3 separate regions of the Sus scrofa genome follow, and all the other regions are linked to region 2. Evidence: chromatin contacts called from public HiChIP or PLAC-seq data. All regions are on one chromosome and are shown on one strand. The core of a region is the stretch at or near the end of the contact, and the rest is flanking DNA. Distances in the headings are between cores, read along the strand shown. Region 1 has its middle 70 kb from the start of ASB7. Region 2 overlaps LOC106509041. Region 3 overlaps ASB7 (ankyrin repeat and SOCS box protein 7).

What was found. HiChIP or PLAC-seq counts read pairs in DNA pulled down with a chosen protein or histone mark.
Region 1: an H3K27ac HiChIP or PLAC-seq map of skeletal muscle shows a contact between it and region 2, with 6 times the contacts expected there. The contact joins two enhancer-like sites. A contact is called at or near these places in 1 of 47 Hi-C or Micro-C datasets (skeletal muscle) and 1 of 2 datasets of contacts at active chromatin or transcription factors (skeletal muscle).
Region 3: a contact with region 2 is called in an H3K27ac HiChIP or PLAC-seq map of skeletal muscle, with 6 times the contacts expected there. The contact joins two enhancer-like sites. A contact is called at or near these places in 2 of 47 Hi-C or Micro-C datasets (embryonic fibroblasts and skeletal muscle) and 1 of 2 datasets of contacts at active chromatin or transcription factors (skeletal muscle).

What each region holds. Positions count from the first base shown.
Region 1 is chr1:139,258,968-139,263,213 of Sscrofa11.1, reverse strand. No RefSeq gene overlaps it. Among named protein-coding and RNA genes, the nearest start is that of ASB7, 70 kb to the right of the region's middle. Within about 2 kb of position 1,418, at least 13 of the 83 cell types and tissues checked have an H3K27ac peak or open chromatin away from gene starts, as enhancers often do. A contact at or near this core is called in skeletal muscle, where this site is marked.
Region 2 is chr1:139,431,626-139,435,968 of Sscrofa11.1, reverse strand. LOC106509041 reads left to right here. Exons shown (of 3, transcript XM_021084942.1): 3 at 1-965. Among named protein-coding and RNA genes, the nearest start is that of ALDH1A3, 17 kb to the left of the region's middle. Within about 2 kb of position 1,943, at least 28 of the 83 cell types and tissues checked have an H3K27ac peak or open chromatin away from gene starts, as enhancers often do. A contact at or near this core is called in skeletal muscle, where this site is marked.
Region 3 is chr1:139,239,306-139,243,445 of Sscrofa11.1, reverse strand. ASB7 (ankyrin repeat and SOCS box protein 7) reads right to left here. Exons shown (of 6, transcript XM_003121646.4): 6 at 3,240-4,140. Among named protein-coding and RNA genes, the nearest start is that of ASB7, 50 kb to the right of the region's middle. Within about 2 kb of position 2,370, at least 6 of the 83 cell types and tissues checked have an H3K27ac peak or open chromatin away from gene starts, as enhancers often do. A contact at or near this core is called in skeletal muscle, where this site is marked.

The DNA of each region.
Region 1 (4,246 bases), core at 169-2,668, 170 kb after region 2:
CCCGTGACTGGTTTTCATGCCAATGGAATGTAAGCTGATGGGCCGAGTGTCACCTCTAGGCTGAGGTTCTCAAGGAGCAGAAGAGACTCGCCCATCCTCTTCTGGAAAGAGTAAAAGCCAAGGGTCCGGGGGATGCCAAAGACACAAAATGGAAGGGTCCCAGCCCCTGGCATAACACACGGGAGACAAGCTGCTCGTTGACCAAGAGTGCCTGCCTTGGACTATTACCCAAGAGAGACATGAGGTCCATTGTGCCAAGGGGGAGCATTTGTTACAGCGGCCAGTGTTGCCTGCACTCCTCTAATGGCCATCTCTGGCCCACCCTCCCACATGGCTAACTTCCCTGCAAGGGTTGGACCAAAGTCCCAGGGGCCGGGGGCAGCTGCGGCGGTCTGGAACATCCAGAGCTTTTGGCGAGATGACTTCTCCTGTCCCTTGAGGGTTAACCCCAGTCAGTTCCCCTCTCCTCACAAAGACATGGCAGTGCTGCCAGGGAGCAGTGAGGACATAGGGTTTGTTCCCCACTGGAGGTGAGGCTGCCATGGTGTCAAACCCCAGGTGTGCATCTGCACCCTGAGTGCACAGTAGCCCACCTGTCACTACCTCAGGTCTCACACCTGCTAAGCCAGGTAATGATGTCTTTCCCACAGGAACGACGTGAGGCTTTCAAAGCATAAGTGCCCCCAAAGTACCTGGAGCAGTGTGAGGGCTCAGGAAGCATTAACGCTCTTCCACCCCTGTCCCTCTTCCTGAGGAAAAATCCACACACAAAACCATAGCTGGCTGTCTGAAAATCACCTGGAGAAGAAGTTCCTATTATGGTTCAGCAGGTTAAGAAGCCAACTGGTATCCATGAGGATGTGGGTTCAATCTGTGGCCTCACTCAGTGGGTTAAGGATCCAGCGTCGCTATAAGCTACACTATAGGTTGCAGACAAGGCTCAGATCCTGTGTTGCTGTGGCTGTGAATGTGGTGTAGGCCAGCAGCTGTAACTCCAATTCAACCCCTAGCCCGGAACTTCCATATGCTGTAGGTGTGGCCCTTAAAAAAAAATAAAAAAAGAAGAAGAAGAAAGAAAGGGAGGGAGGAAGGAAGGAAGGAAAGAAAGATAATCACCTGGAGAAGCAAAAAGGACAAGCCAGATGGGGTACATTACTTCCAACATCCTAACTGGAGTGAGTTCAACAGGGCTGGCATGTCTCAGGGAGGTCAGTGGACTGGGCCTCATCAGGAAGGCCACCCAGGCCTGTCACGACCATTTATCAAACTCCCAGCCATGGCAAGAGGCCCAAAAAAGACCCCTTCACTCCCACCTAGGCCCAGCTCATGACAGGAAGCAGCTGGCCCAGAGCTCTTTACAACAGGCCCTGCAGGGGTGCGGCTTCCTCCCACCTCTGATCAGAATCAGCACTGACCCTTTACTTACTCGGATGCTGTCCAAGTCTTCGCTCTGGAAGGCACACCGCCCTGCAGCTGTCTGATGAGGAGGGGACACACTGGCTGTCTCCCTGGATGGGCTCCAGCTCTCCATCCCCCAGGCCCACCCTTGCCCTCCACGCCTCCTCATGCACCTGGGCAGCCCAACTGGGGTGTCCTAGGAAGTGCACCTCACACCCTGAGCTCAGCAAGAGCATCCGCCGGAACCCAGGCTCAGGGGCCTGCTTGTCATCTGTCATCTCTTCAAGGCTCTGGCCTTTGTTGAAATCCATCTACTGCAACACCCCTTTCCAGAAAGCCTCTCGCTGCCAGAAGATCGGCTCTCAGCAAAGCCCAGCCAAGGGACCAAAGTCAACCGGATGTCACCAGTGACACTGAAGCGCGACTCAGGGCCTCTCGTTTAAAATGAAATCATGTGTGTGTATAACCGATCACTTTGCTGTACAGCAGAAATTGACAGAACACTGTAAGTCAGCAATACTCCAGTCGAATTAAACATTAAGATAAAACAAAACAAAACAAAATAAAATAAAATAAAATAAAATAAAATAAAATAAAATGGAATCTGATACTATACATTTACGTGGGACCTCTACCCTCCATTGACCTGAGATTCCAAACGCCAGCCAAGGTAAGCTCTATCTGGGGAAAGCTGATTAAGTTTTGCCACTGTGGAGCCCATGAGCAGAGTCACATGTACAGGGGCAGCTGGGGAGCTCTGGACAGCCATCATCCCTCCCTTCTTCTCATGGGAGTCAGGGTCTGGGAGGAGAGAGAAATAAAGACATCACCTCCATCCTTGTCCTAAAGAGGCACTTCACCAAGGCAGCTCTTCCCAAAAAGACTGGCCTGGGCACACTCTGCGGCCAGGACCTGAGAGCCTCAGGAGGCCAGGTTCCAGAATAAATAGGGCAAAGCCAACCTCTGTGGCAGGGCCTGACTGCTCCATCCTATAACAATGAACCGGATTCTCTCCCAGAGCTGCATGGCAAAACACAAGCATATGTTGAGGGTCGAAGAGAGGAAAAACCCTCTCTGTCTTTCGTTCTCTGCAGATGGAGGGACAGTCACTTGTGCCCCAGTGCCTCCAAGAAAACCCCACACCCCAGCCAGGCCACCAAATTAAAGGGACAGCTCATGTTTGAAGAAGGGGAAAGTGAGAGGAAAGCATGCATAGATGGAAGCTCTGCACAGCAGGGTGGGAACAAAAAGGGATTTGGAAATAGACGCAGGACTTGTTATGGTCTTTATTGCTGTTGGTAAGATGTCAGCCACAGCAGGGTCTACAGGAATTGGCCTCTGCCTGCACAGATGGTCTCCATAGATGATTAGAGAAGACTTTATTAGAATCCACAATACATTCTGCAAAGATGGAGTTCCCATCATGGCTCTGGATTAAGAACCCAGATGAGGATGAGGATGTGGGTTTGATTCCTGGCCTTGCTCAGTGGGCTAAGGATCTAGTGTTGCCACAAGCTGTGGCTTAGGTCACAGATGCAGCTCAGATCTAGTGTTGCCATGACTGAGGTGTAGGCTGGCAGCTGCAACTCTGATTCGACCCCTAGCCTGGAAACTTCCACATGCTGCACGTCAGGCTGTAATAATTAAAAAAAAAAAAAAAAAAAAAGATTCTTCAAGGAAATTGAGATTTGGAGGCTAGTAAAATACTTAGGCTGAAAATGCCAGTTGCTTTTAAAAGTGGACCCAATCTTCATTAAAGTGTCCTTTCCTACCTGATGATAAAATGTCAGCAAGTATTTAAAGTACACTTGATCTGTTAATGCGGCAAAGCCATCAGACTTCAGAGTATTTTGATGAAGGCAAATTCTCAGGTGATACCTAGGTCATTCAATGACATCACCTGCTTCACCACCAAATGCCAATGGAAGAAAGGCTTCATCTGAAGGGAAATGAACTTTAGTGAGCAGATTCATCCCTGGGGATTTTCCAGGGCCCCTGGTCTGCTCCCATCCATAGGAGGCATGTGTCAGCCTTTGAAGGCAAGTCACACGTCTGAAACACCCCTAAATTGGGAGGAGATATTTACACCCCAGCCGGCTCTCTGTGTCCCTGTGTGCAAGGTTTGGCCTTGGGCCTCCTTCCTCTACTGGCAGATGACACAGAGAGGGCATCTGGAAAGGACAGGCCATGTGGTTTGTGAGAGAGGATGGGACAAAGTTGGCCCCGGGCACACATGCGTGAGGTGTGGCTGTTAGAATAAAAGTACAGTGTGAGCCTTTGAGCCCCTGACACTGTCCTCACCCCCACCTCCTGGACAGTCTTTTCATCTCTGTGTCCCCTGATCAGACAGCAAGATGTGAGGGCTTCTAGAGAATGTGTTGATAGGAGCTGCTTTTGCAACATTTTAATCACCATCTCCTCATCACATATCATAACACAATGTTCATTGTCCACCCATTAAGAAATTCGTGTTAACACCAGGGGCTAGCTGAACAAGGCACACAGGCCCATGTCCCTGAAGGCCACAGTCTGCAGTGGGAAAGTCCCTTCAGCAGGGACTAAAGAGAAGACGGGGACTCAAGGGGCCCCACCTCATCTGGGTGTCAAAGCAGGACACAGGGAAGGACAGGAGGTCTCAGCTGAGGCCTGCAAGGTGCCCAGAGCTGAACCATGGGAAGAGAGAGGCTAAAGTGGGTGGGGGCTGGATGCAGAGAAAGTGAGTGAGAGAGGGTGCTGTGCCCAGGGAGGTCTGGCTCCAGGTATGGCTGAGAGGATGACTGGGCATCAGCCAAAAGGCAGGTGTTTGAATGTCACCCCAAGGGCAACCCCAGGACACACAGCTGGCATG
Region 2 (4,343 bases), core at 694-3,193:
GGAGCCACTGGGAAGCGATTTGATTGTGTGCTCACCCAGCCCTGCTCCGTGGCCGTGACACAGCCCGATTACTCCCTTCTCCCAGGAGCTTCCTATCTCCGGCTGAGTTGCTGTTTGGAAAATGTGCGGCTCAGAAAGGGGAATAGAAGGTGGTAGCATCATAAACTGGGAAGCAAAGGGTATTTACATATTTTCAGGAGATGTCCAGGCTGCTGGACATGTTGGGTGACAGGTTTATTGTTGTTCCTTGGAGAAGTGAGTCCTAACTCTTTAAACCTGCCAGAGTCATCACTACCAGGATCTGACTCTCATCTCTTAGAAGGCATTACATTGCTTTAATATGCAACAGTCTAACATAACATTAAATCATTTTTTAAAGTTTCATCTAGTTGAGCCTGAGCCAAGGTATTCTTGGGTTGGGTTTTTTTTGCACAGCCCCCGCCCCCCTTTTAATAGAGTTAAAAAGAAACACCGACAAAATACCTATCGAGTGATTTCACTCTTGCCAGCGTCCAAGAGTGATCTGCGTAAGTGGGCCCTCTGGGTTTCCAGCAGCCTCTCACTGTGGCTTCACCCTCAAGATCAGTGAGTATTTTCAAGGGCCCACCGCATGCACCGGCCTACGAAGTGGGAGGTGGAAGGATGTGGTGGGCTGGCTGCTGACTAGAAAATTCTCCGTTTTCTAAGGGGTGTCAAGGACTTGGTTGGAGAGACTAGGGAAAGTGCAAATGCTTTTGCCTCCATTTCATAAAGCAATGCTTTTGCAAAGCTGTCACCTCATCTCTGTTCCATTCCCTCCGCAAAAAATCACTCAATCACAGAATAAGGGCAGCCCTGTGAGGAAGGCTTCTTTCCTCCACCCACCAAACCATCCTATACTCCTCCTCATGCAGGACACCTTTTTTTAAAAAAACTCTCTCTCTTTTTTTTCTTTGCTTTTTAGGGCCACACCTGTGGCATATGGAAGTTCCCAGGCTAGGGGGGGTTGAATCAGAGCTACAGCTGCCAGCCACAGCCACAGCAACACAGGGTCCAAGCCACGTCTGAGACCTACATCACAGCTCACAGCAACACCAGATCCTGAGCGAGGCCAGGGATCGAACCCACATCTTATGGATACTAGTCGGGTTCATTACCACTAAGCCGCCACGGAAACCCCTCATTCCGGACACCTTTCGAACTTCCAAACAACCCTCAGTAAACTCCTCCTTGGGTTGTTTTGGTCATTCATGTGTTGATCTCCCTGGCTGATAAGAGAGGAGCCCAGTCTTGACCACCCTAGAATCTTGGTGGCCTTCCAGAGTCTTTTGGTGACTCCATGAATGTAGCAGGACCCCCACCCCAAATACACAGCCAGGAATATGGGGAGCCTGAGCTTCCTTTTTGCCATCCAGCCTCCCGTTCCCACACAACACGTATACCCGGTCCTGGTTCCCCCATGACTCCCTGGTCCTGACTCCCTCTCCCCTTGCACCCACCCTCCTTCTCCCACCTCAGGGCTTCCAGCCCGCTGGGGGCAATGTGAGGACACAGGTGAGGCCGAAGGGCTCTCCCAGCCTCAGCCCCTTCTGGGGACTGGCCTGCGTCCTTGGGACGGGGCGATAGGAAGAGATGCTGGGTCGGCAGAGGCCAGATGGCTGCCTGAAGTCTAGGCAGGAAGATGGTCCTTGGGGGCCCTGCATGGTTTGAGGACTTGCTAGATAATCCGGGCTTGGTCCTCCAGGGACCTGGCCCCTCAGGAGCCTCTTCCTGGGCCTTGTGCCACCTTGGCCTCTGCCCAGAGACGGGGTGGGGGGGGGCGTGTCGAGCTCTCCCTGAGACGCCGGGGTCCTGTGTCGCAAGCCTGGCCTCTTCCCAGGGCCTGGAAGACCGTCTCCTGGGCCTGGCTTCTCCTCCCCAGCCGGCTGGGCCAGTCTGGAAACAATGACTGCAGCCAGAAACTGCTTCTCACGGGGTTTTGGAAAACCGCGGCGGGACATCGGCAAGCAGCTCTGGCACAGGCCTGGGGCTCAGGAGAGGAGCTGCTTCCTCGCTGGGAGGGTGCAGAGGAAGTGGCAGACACAATGGACAGCATTGTGAATTCTCCCCGGAAGCTCAGCTCTGCGTGGCTTTCAGGGAAATTGACTCGGGGACAGCTCGGTCTGTTCCAAAGCAACAGCTTTCTGTGATTATGTGGGTCCCAGGCTGGGACAAACCCGCCCTCCCTACCTCATTAACAACAAGGCCAGCAGGGCCCAGCCATGCCATGGGGGTTGGGGGGACAGGGGGGGAGGGCTTTGTGCCCTAATTCGTCAGGCAAGGGCTGAGGGTAGGAAATCAGAACAACAATGCATCTTAGAGCAGAAGCTGTCTGTGGAGGGAGTGCAGCTTTGATGTGGGGCCCTGTCCTGATTAGGGCTGATGGCTGGGGCCCGTCAGTGCTCCAGGAAGGTGGCATAAGCCGGGATGGCATTTGGGATATGGGTTTTTGCACCTGGGTCTGATGAGGTTTGATGGGGTTTAACACATGCAAACAGCAGCTTTTGTTCTGCAGGACAAAGGCCTCCCCAGCCTGGGTCTGGGCTGAGACCCCGTGGCACCCGTTTCCTCTCCATCGCCTCTTGTCACTCTCCTTGTCGACGTTTAATTAGGACAACGAGCTTTCACAGGCTCATTTCGCACTCCAGCAACTTTCTAACACTTCCTAACGAGGAGGCTGGAGCCTGAGGACGGGAAGAAGAGGGGGGCTGGGGGCAGGAGGGAAGGACCGTTGAGGGGGCTGGGAGGGGCCGGGCAGGGGGTGTGTGGAGAAGAGCACAACAGGCGCAGAGGAAGCTCCAAACCACACCGGCTCCTTGGGGAACTGGGGATGGATCTGAGAAGAAAAGAAAAGAAAATAAATCCTAACTGGCCTTTGTTTTCTGGGTGGCCAGACAGTAATTTTCCCCAAATTCTTTATGGTTCCGGAAAAGAAAGCAAAGGATCAATCAGTGTTGACTTTGTGACTTTCAGAACTGGATCACAGAGGCTGTTAACACCTTCAACTCCTCTAACTCTCAGACAAGCCTCTCCCATCCACTGGGTTTTGAACAACCAGAGCCATGGTGACAGTACCCCACCTCTCAACCCATTCCTGAGCCAGACTCAGACAGGAGGAATGCGTGTCCCTGTGTGATTGGTGGGGATGCCACATTAAATGTACAGTCCTGCTGACCTTGATGGAGATGTTGGCTTTCTCCTGCCCGAAGAGATGGAGCTGGGGGGGATGGAGGATCCCTGTGTATCTTTGCCTATTTTAGTCAGTATAGTTCCAGTCACGCTGCAGTAACAAATACCCAGAATGTAAGTGTTTAAAACCCACAAAGATTCTTTTCTTCTGCTACACATCCACGGTCAGTTGGTTAGGAGCTCTGTGACACATCTCCCACAGCCCTAAGCTGATGAATCATTGTTTCCTTATTGGCACTGCTGATGATTGGTTTGTAGAGGGGGAAAGATGATGACGGTGCCTTGGCTCCCAAAGTGCCCTCAGTGACCCACATCAGTCTTGCTCACATTTCACAAGCCAAAGAAAGTTACAGATAGATTTCTAAAACTTCCACAGAGGGGAGATATGTCCTCCAGTCATGTTTCTAGAAGTTAGAAAGAGGAATATTTGGTTATTACACTACATCTCCTGTTGTATTTGTCTATTGCTATGTAACTGATCACCCCAAAATCTGTTGGCTTAAAGCAATAAATGTGTCCTTACTAAGAAGTCTGGGAACAGCTTAACTGGATGATTCTGGATGAGGGTCTCACCTGAGGATTCAGTGTAGATGTTTGCTAGGGCCGTGTGATCTGAAGATTTGACTGGTTGGATAGTCTGCTGCCAAGAGGGCGCCTTACAAGGCTGTTGGCAGGAGGCCTCAGTTCCTTACCACATGGGTCTTTCTACTGGGCTGCCCAAGAGTATTTGTGATGTGGTACCTCATTTTTCCTAAAAATAGTGATCTGAGAGAAAGAAAGGAAAGTAAGAAACTGCAGTGCCCTTCAGGACCTCGTCTTGGCATCACACACCATCACTTTTGCTTTCTTCATTTTGCTAGACGAAAATGAAGATGTTCGTCTAGCCCACACTTAAGTGGAGGGGAATTAAGCTCTGCCTCTCAATGAGAGGAGTGTCTAAGAATCTAGAGTCATGTCTTAACACCCCTTCATGAACACCCCAGCTAACTGTCAGGATCCATCTGGCCCCAGTTCAGCCCTCTTCACTTGTAGCTGGGCCTCTCCATCTGTCCCTGACCATCACCTACTAGGAGGAGGGTGAGAGGAGAGGAAGGTCTACCTTTCAAAACAATCTCCTGGAGTTCCCACTGTGGCAC
Region 3 (4,140 bases), core at 1,121-3,620, 190 kb after region 2:
GGGCCAAGAGCCACAGGTATCTATGGCTGTGGAAAGCTGATTCTTTCAGCAAATACTGTTGGAGATTCAGGCAAATAAGACCGAGGGTCCATCCTCAAGGAGCTCACTGAGCAATGGATTCACAATGACTTCTTAAGAACACCAGTAATAAACCAGGAAGAAATGAGGTATGGTCCTCTCCAGTGAAACCCTGGATGGGAAACTGATGTAGCCCAGACTCATTTGTTGGGCCTTTTTTTTTTTCCTTTTTGTCTTTTTGCCTTTTCTAGGGCCACACCTGCCACATATGGAGGTTCCCAGGCTAGGGGTCTAATCAGAGCCACAGCTGCCGGCCTACGCAAGAGCCACAGCAACACCAGATCCGAACTGCATCTGCAACCTACACCACAGCTCACAGCAATGCCGGATCCTTAACCCACTGAGCAAGGCCAGGGATCGAACCCGAAACCTCACAGTTCCTAGTTGGATTCATTAACCACTGAGCCACGACGGAAATTCCTATTGGGCTTCTTAAATGATACTGGGAAATACAGCCACCATATTGGGCTATATTTTCCAATGATATTAAGCTATCTTTCTATCCAGGTAAGTCAGGGAAAACAAGCAACCTGAGAACTCAAAAATCAACACCCAAAAGCAACTTGGTGAAGGCTGAGGCCATGACTTGGGCACGCGTATACTTCACTAACGGGTTAAGTGGACGGACATAAGAAAGGGAAAACCTAGAAAGTCTCCAGAGAAACATAAAATGGTCATGTACTGTAAGTCCATGCCCTACAAGTGTCCTTTTTCAGTAAAGAAAACTGAGCAGTGACCTGACCCCAAACTATCAGAGGAAGAAAAGCCCAAGACTAAGCAGCAGGAAAAATATGACTCTGTTTGCCAGATAAAATAGGAAATATCTGCAGCTGGATTACCTCTGCGTCAGTCACAAAGGGTCAGTCTACTCGGCACGTAACCGAGTTTCTCAGCTTCAACTGAGTCCCTTCATCCAAATTAAGCCATCTTGTTTCTGATTCATAAAATACTGTTTCACAGTAAAGTGAGTCACTTCATTACTACCTAATGTAACATAAATTACATTTATATTCATCTACAACAATTTCCTAATTACAAGGAAACAAAGTTCTAAGTGAATTTTAAATTTAAAAAATATTTGTAACAACTACAAACGATGACATGATTTTTTCCTCCAAAGTCATTTCTGCAACAGAAGAGAAATAATCTGCTTTAATCTGATCCCTAACTTCTAATGGTTTATGGGTCTCTAGAATTGATCAATCATTTAGCTTTGGATGCACAGCTGAGATGCAGCAGGAGGCCCTCTGGGCATAGGTAAGTGACAGATGGAAAGGGCACTTCTCAGCACTGGTGGAAGACACTAGTACAGAACAAGAGACCACATACTGCAGCAATGGCACTAGCTCAGGGTTTGATCACACAATTATCCTTTGTAGGACCTTCGGCAAAACATCTGGGTCTTTTCAAATGGGATTGAGCAGGTTAACTGTCACTCAGGAATCAGAGTCTTTCTGAAAGACTAAGAAATACCTCTAGGAGTTCCCTGGTGGCTCAGTGGGTTAAGGATCTGCCATTATCACTGATGTGGCCCGGGTTCAATTCCTGGCCTGAGAAGTACTGCATGCTGCCAAGTGTGGCCGGAAAAAAAAAAAAAATTATCTAAAATGTACCGTGATCTTCGGGAAATGTATTACAAACTTTGAACATGGTTTCTCAGCAGTACATGACAAGTCATGGGCTCCATGGCAGCCATACGCTGTGACATTTACTTTGATTATCTAAGACTTAAGAGACCTTGTAGGTAATGACAGGATAACTAATGATAAAATAATGATGAACTGCCTTTGTATCTTATGAGTCTACATCAACCTAAAAGGCAGTATATAGCAGTGGATATTTACAATCTTTATTGGTAGTTGAGCTAGTATAAATTATAACATCAAAATTTGTAAGACGTGTTAAAAGAACACAAAGTCACACTGTCACATTAATAGAAATTGATGATACAAATCCGATTTTCTTTTATCTTTGAAACCCAACTACATGGGATGTGGAAATTTTTTTATCAAGTAGATAATCTGTTTTATCAATAGCTGGTAAGTCATTTTTGTAAATTGTCTTTCAGCTGAAAAAACAATACACTACTTACATCATATTGGAAGAGGAAAGACCTCAAGATTTCCAAGCAATGCAGCTATTTTTCACATTTGAACTCCCTTGCTGATCATTAGGAATAGTTTCAAATGTCCCATTCTTGGCTTTCACTTGTGCCAAACCCCAGACAAGTCTGTAATGAGGTTACAGTTGCAAAACATCGGATTTCTGCATGGGGTGCTAGCTGGCCTGTCCTCCCTTCTTCTTAGCACACCATCATTCATTAGTCTGAGGTCTCTCCTGAATCAAGCTGTGCTTATGATATATAGAGGAAATAGGAAATCAAAGTTATTCTGCTTCTAGTTCTTACAAGCTAATAAACTACCTCAAATTCATTGTTTAACTGAATTTACTGTTCTGTGTGATGCTGTGGTCCAAAATGTTGAGGTGGACACGGCCCCAAAAGGATCAGAGCTGGATCACACTCAAGAATGGGATAGAGGGAGTTCCCATCGTGGCTCTGTGCAAACGAATCTGACTAGCATCCACGAGAACACAGGTTCGATCCCTGGCCTCGCTCAGTGGGTTAAGGAACCAGTGTTGCTGTGAGCTGTGGTGTAGGTCACAGACGTGGCTCAGATCTAGCATTGCTGTGGCTGTGGCTGGAAGCTACAGCTCTGATTCGACCCCTAGCCTGGGAACCTCCATGTGCCGAGGGTGTGGCCCTAAAAAGAAAAAAAAAAAAAAAAAGTAATAGAATAGCTACAGAGTTTCCTGGTGGCTTAGCAGGTTAAGGATCTAGTGTCACAGCTAGGGTGTGGGCTGCTGCTGTGGCGTGCGTTTAATCCCTGGCCAAGGGAACCTCTGCATGCTGTGAGTGTGGCCAAAAAATAAAAAAGAGAGAGAGAATGGAATAATCTTTTGTTGGTGGGTGTTTGCAGAATGCATTAAAAGGGGTGGGGGGCTTCCTTATCTGATCTAAAATAGTGCTGTTAACTATCTCACCTTCTTACACAATTCCCAATTATCTAAAATGCTGATGAATGAGATTTCTCTTTTTCTTTACCAAATAGCTAGTAAGTATTAAAGTTAAGAGAGACTAGAAATAAAAGACAATTCCAATATATTTTAAATCAGATTTAAGGTTTTGTGTTTTTTTTTTTTAATTCAAATTGACCCAAAGCAAAACTTACATTACAAAGGAAGAACAAAATACATTACGATATAATGCACTAGGAGTTACAGGAAAGCTAAATTTGTGTGCACAGGGCCTCATCCCAACCACATTCTGGGCTGATGAACAATTCTGCAGGAGAGTTAGAATCTCAGTTTTTGTATGGTCCACTCTGGTGATTAAACTACACATTCTTGTCTCTCAGGGTGTGCATCTGACAAAGCAAGCTAGACTCCCTCACGCTCCAGATGTGTACTCTGGCTACTGCCAGAACACTGAATTCTCCAGCGGAAATGCTGTTCCAAGCATGACTGATAATGAATTAAAAAAAAAAACAAAATAGTCAAATCCTCCAAACTAACAAGCACAGATTATTCTGTAGTAAATAGTTTAGAAATATGGGAATTAAATAATCTAAAAAAACTCTTACTCTGCTGTACATTTATAAACACAAATATTTACACACACGCACATACACACACACACACAATCTTCTGTTTTCAAAAGATGAGGTTTGCAGTTCGTTAATGACCATAATCTTTTATGAGCTGGTTTCTTTGGTGTACTTGCCAAATATATTTTCATAAAGGTTTAGTAGTAGGCTTAAATAAATTTCAAAAGAAACATAGAAGGATCAGTGACAAATTTGATACTATTCTGAACATTTCAGTCAAGGTTCTGGAAAAACCAATCCACTAATTTTTCTGAACATACTTGTTCTCATTTTGTGACCACAGAATGCTTCTCTGTCAAACTCAAATGCAGACCTGCACATTCGCCCTGTGTTCCACCATTTACCAATTTTGAGACATTTTAATTATTGTTAAATATGATATGCGATTGGGATTTTA